2 separate regions of the Arachis hypogaea genome follow, and region 2 is linked to region 1. A link is a contact called in public Hi-C data. All regions are on one chromosome and are shown on one strand. Each heading gives the region's core, a stretch centred on a gene start, on an enhancer-like site or on the middle of the called end of the contact. The rest is flanking DNA. Distances are from core to core; before and after follow the strand shown.

What was found. Hi-C and Micro-C count contacts between places; a contact is called where the count stands out from the background.
Region 2: a contact with region 1 is called in a Hi-C map of leaf, with 4 times the contacts expected there. The contact joins the enhancer-like site here to the promoter of LOC112722537 in region 1. A contact is called at or near these places in 2 of 8 Hi-C or Micro-C datasets (leaf and an unstated tissue).

The regions. Positions count from the first base shown.
Region 1 is chr11:125,695,482-125,698,283 of arahy.Tifrunner.gnm2.J5K5, reverse strand. LOC112722537 (eukaryotic translation initiation factor 5A-2) reads left to right here and starts at 1,548. Exons shown (of 5, transcript XM_025773595.3): 1 at 1,548-1,894; 2 at 2,176-2,298; 3 at 2,426-2,482; 4 at 2,791-2,802. The coding sequence starts at 1,772.
Region 2 is chr11:125,942,035-125,944,907 of arahy.Tifrunner.gnm2.J5K5, reverse strand. LOC112722538 (a long non-coding RNA gene) reads right to left here. Exons shown (of 8, transcript XR_011867718.1): 5 at 2,857-2,873; 6 at 1,777-1,888; 7 at 1,476-1,554; 8 at 969-1,380. Among protein-coding and RNA genes, the nearest start is that of LOC112722538, 3.3 kb to the right of the region's middle. Within about 2 kb of position 1,282, at least 1 of the 3 cell types and tissues checked has open chromatin away from gene starts, as enhancers often do.

The sequences.
Region 1 (2,802 bases), core at 299-2,798:
AGTTTAAAATAAATTAAAAAAAACATTGGTCAATAAGAATGAAGAAAAAGAATGTATCAAATTCATCTGTTAGGAATTTAGGAATAGCACGGAGAAAAAATTGAAATTATTTTAAAGGTAGTTATTTGATCTATTTAAACTGATTTTTTTAAAAAGACTATTTGTATAAAATAAATCGTTTTTTTTTTAAACAATATAGTAACATGTATCAACCATTCAGGAACAACTTCATGTGAAGTCAACTTTCTACTAAATTTAATAGGGACAAGTACTATTTTATCTTTAATATTTGAATTAAATTCTAATTCAATTTTTAATATTTGAAGCATTATATATTAATTCTATTTTAATTCTCTCATCAATTTTTTTTTAATTATTCTTTTTTTTTCAAAATTACCCTTTTTCATTATAATTTTCTTTTAGACACCGATAAAAATTGAATTATAATAATCATAGTGATAGTTATAGTTATGTGAGAAAAAAAAAAGATAATAAAAAGATATTTAAAAAAATTAATTTTGACAACTAAAAATTAACAAATTAAGGCATTTGGAATAAAAATAAAATGTTTTAAATATTATTAGAAATAAATTTTAATCACGAGGTTAAAAACTAAAATAATACTTTAATATCTTCACATAAAGATATAAAATTAGATATTGAGACATGCTTTGTTACAAATTCAATCGAAAAATATATAGTTTTTCTTTTTATGCGAGATTACCAACCAAAATTTTCTTGATTGATCTTTGTTTAACCAAATGAATTTTTACTGTAAAATCAATTAACATGAAATGTATAATATTTGAACTTTAATTTTTTAGTTAATATTCAATTTAGTCCCTAAAATTTTAATTGTCTATATTTAATTCTAAAATTTTGTAAATATGCCTTTCATTAGCTTCTAAGACTATTTTCAGTACAAAAACATTAATAGATGTATGATATATTTAGTCAGATACGTTTTGGTTTTGACATTCAAATAGTCCAAAGTCGACATCGTATCAATTGTTTTATTATTTTGTTAGGTAAAATTTCAATAAACATGAATTATTTGAATACCAAAATTAAATCAATATCATTTTATAGAGTCTAGCGTAGCCTCCAGCTGTCTATGACAATGTTCTATTAACGTACGTTGAAAATTGGTTTAAAGACTAGTACGAGATATGTTCGCAAAGTTTAGAGACTAAATAAAGACAATTAAACTTTTAGAGAGTAAATTAAGATTCAAATACAAGTTTAGAGACCAAATTGAACATTAATTTTGCAAAAAACAACTTTGAATATCATCTTTTTTTTTCTGATCTTGAATTTTTTTTTGGACGTGGGTCTTGACTTTGAATATCATCTTGTGTTACGTTTCAGTTTCACGTTGTTTTTGGGTTACAAAGCAAAAGTTTAATTAGTTTTTGGGCTTCTTTTTCCGTTTTCTTCGTTTTCGGCTAAAGCGCAATCATGGTTATGCATGGTCTCGAATTGAAGAGAGCGTCTGTTTCAATTGGGCCTGAGCCCATAAGAATCAGCGTAGAAGGGACGCAGCTAGCTGCTGATATTTATGATCCAACGGACACTGGTAGACTGAATCCAACGGTGGTGATTGGCATACTAAGATCTGCAATTGAAAATGTGAAACCCTAGATTCCGTGGCGATTGCAGTGAATATAAACGAACAAAAGCAGAAAGAAAGATACATCTACTCTCTCTCCCTCTTCTCCTTCTTCTCATTTCTCTCTGACTCACTCCAAATTCAGTGAAATCACCGTTGGATATGTCGGACGAGGAGCACCATTTCGAGTCGAAGGCCGACGCCGGAGCCTCCAAGACTTACCCTCAGCAAGCCGGTACCATCCGCAAGAACGGTTACATCGTCATCAAGGGCCGTCCCTGCAAGGTTCTCCCTTCAGTTTCTTCATTTCCCTTTGTCAAATGATTAATTCACTGATTAATTGAATTGATTTATAGTATGGTTCTTCTTTCTAGATCTAGTCTGTGTGCTTTGTTTTTCTAGGGTTTGCTGATCTAATCTGTTGATGGTGACTTATTGTACTTGCTTGCGTGCTTGATTTGTTATTTGCATCCATGATTAATTGCTTAATTAATTATAGTGTTGTTATCTATTGAATTCAATTTGTGTGCTGTGTTATCGATGGGCTTTTTTTTATCTGTGGGCAGGTTGTTGAAGTTTCGACTTCAAAGACTGGAAAGCACGGTCACGCTAAGTGCCACTTTGTTGGAATTGATATCTTCACTGCCAAGAAGCTCGAAGATATCGTTCCCTCTTCTCACAACTGTGATGTATGTGTGCTCCTCATCGTTTTCTTTCTTTCTTTCCTTGCCACTTTTTGAGGTGTAATTTATTGTGTGTGCTCCATGAAGTTGCACATCATAATAACATTCGGTAATTACTATTTCTTCTTGTCAGGTTCCCCATGTGAATCGTACTGACTACCAGCTCATTGATATCTCTGAGGATGGATTTGTAAGTTTCCAAGAATTCCATTTGATTAATTGATTTACTCATATTGTTATTATTACTTATTACTATTATTATGGTTTTGTTAACTTGAATCTACTGATTAGGGTTACTGAAGTGGTAAAATTAAATTTATAAATTTTCAATGCACTGGAAACTGCAGAGATTTTATTTCTTCTATGAAAACTTACTGCATTAGTGTAATATTAAGGCATTTACATTCTAATGCATATTCCTTTTTACTGTCATTATTATTGTGGTTGTATTCTTAATGTGTGCTTGCATTTTCTTCGTCTTAAATGGTTGTATTGTAGGTGAGTCTGCTC
Region 2 (2,873 bases), core at 33-2,532, 250 kb before region 1:
GAAATTTTTTTGCGTTTTTAAATATTTTATTTTAGAATAAATTTTGTATTGATAATGTATAAAAATTTATGCCATCTAAGGTTTGAGTATTTTTTTTTAAGTTTTATTTTATTTTAAATATTTTATTTTATAATAAATTGTGTTGTTAATATATAAAAATTTATGGTCTCCAGCACATCAAACTCATCTCTGTAACTCTTTTTCCATGGTAGAGTTGTGATTCAGCCCTATCAAAAATACATGAGGTTTTATTGACGAAAATCAAAGAACAACAAGAGCCAAGCTCTCTAATCTCAATCATGCTCTCGAATGAAGGGTTAATGATTTAATGTGGATGATCTTAAAGTTGAAAAATCGTAAAATTTTCAGATAAAATAGAATTTTTATTTAATCAAATGAAGATAAATAATTTTATTAAATTAAATTATATTAATATGATCAGTGAATGATAAAAAATACTAAAAAAATATATAAATAATATTTTAAGAGTATAAAAATTTTAAATTGTCATTTTAATTTTTTTGTAATCAACAACAATAAATTTTTTGAATTAATTAAATTTTTACAAAAAATTATATACCTAAAATTATTTCGTTTCTTTAAAAATATTTTGAATATACAATGATTCAATGAGAGATTGACTATTGAGAATTGAATATAATATTTTTAAATTCATATTTTCAATAAAAAGATATACTTAGTTATATCCATCATAAATAATTCTATATTCACTATTACTTATTTATCTAAATAATTCTAACATTGATAGAATATTATTTTTAAATGTAAAAAATTTAAAATATATTTATTCTATTTCAAAAATTAATACTCATATTTAACTTAGGATTTCAACAAATATGACAAAGAATATTACATTTTGTAGTTAAAAAAAAGTAAAATATCTATAAATATATTTTTGTGCTTTAGCTTTAGCTTTAGATTTTTCAAAAAAATTTGGCAAGTTAATAGAATCAAATCATATTTCTATAATATATATAAGAATGTATATTACACATAAATAAAAAATACTAGGTGTAATAAGAACAAATACATAAATTAAAAATCCACATTAGAAAAATCCACAATGCAATATGATCACCATATACAGTATGATCACCATATACAGAAACAAAAATATAAATAAAGTGGAAACTGGGCAGCACACTTTAATTTACTTTGTGATGAGTATTGACAAACTAAAGCCTCTATGCATGAGGCATGAGGCATGAGGCATGAGTGAGTTGTCAGCAATAAACATCCCACTATTGGTGAGTGACCATCATATGGGGCCGTGTTGGATGCACTTGTCCTCAATCCAGTGATGCTCCAATCCACACTACGCCACGCCTAAAACCATTCGCTCACTTTCTGATCCTACCCCTGCATGCAGAAAACATTTCGGTTAATGGTGAAAAGGCACACTTGAAAGATAAAAAAGATTTTTAACAATATAAGCCAAAAGAAATGAGAGCTACCTTCTCCAATATACTCAATTATGAATTCGTCTTTGTAGATGGTTTCAGCTGCCTCTACACCCCATCCACAATGTTCAGTCTGAATCAGAAACACATGGTTGCAAAAATTTAAAATTTTTCACCCCAAACAAAATTCAATCCCGAATATACACATTGAGATTAAAGGAGAAACGGATGTTTCTCAAATCTCGTTTCAGGACAAAATTAATAAAATCTAAAGGCCATATAGATAAGCTACAAGCTTTCAACCTAATAATTCATAAATTATAGACCAAAGAATAAAAGAACAGAATGTACTTGCCACTATTTATCATGACTTTAGAAATCACTTTATCACTGATGTGCCTTTGCACTTTGGCTCTCAAGCTTCAAAGGAGTAAACATGAAATTTCCTGAAAATAATGCTTCTTTATCTGCCAATTCAAAAGATTCACATCTTGGTTAAACTCAAAAACTGAAACTCAAAAAGAAATATAAATATCTCCACCAGATCCTTAGAATGCTTCCAAAATCATTTCTTTCATGGTTTCAAGCATTCTAACAGTACGAAGACATGTAACAACCAAGGATAACCCAAGTTTAAAAATCAAAATAACTCTCTTCAGGAATTCACAAGTGGCACAAAGGGAGCATTGGGTAAATATTTAATAACTTGATTGAGATTCTATTTAGTTTATAATTCAGATCATTGCAGACTCAAGGAAGAGATTGGTGTATGACTATATCTTGGAAGTATTTTAGTGAAAAAAAGGGACTGGTACTAAGTATAAGGAAAAGAACTGATAGGGTAGAAGTTTAAAATATATAGATAAGTAGGATATTCTGCATATATAGAGCGAGAGAGACCTTTGCAGAGTGATAGGGAGCACTTCAACTCACTATAGTTTACAAAGTAGTTAGTATACAGTGCACAGCAATAATTAAACTAAAGAAAATTCCATGCTAAGATCAACAAAGTATTAATTAGAGGAAACTGGATTTTAGTTTCAACATGTAGCAACCACGTTATACACTCTAAGTTAAGATATATAAGCTTTTATAATCTATGCTCTAGCATCATATTCAACAAAAATTCATCCCAAACTACTCAGACTGATTTAAACTATAAAATAAATTATAGCCAATGAATTATGGATGCAATTTCAGCCATGAATAGTAACTGTTTTGCATTTTTGCCTTAATGACCAAGACCATCAAAGATATTGCAAGAAAAATTTGGATCAGTCAAGATAAGCCATGAACAAGAGCTGACGTTTTCTTGAGAGGAAGAATTGATGAAGTCTTGGTCAATTTCTCAACAAGAAGACTCATCCTAAACATCATATGAGAGTACAGTCAAACTATCTAAAGTTCTAAACATCGAGGAACAGTAATAAGTTACCTGGTAAAGAATCATAA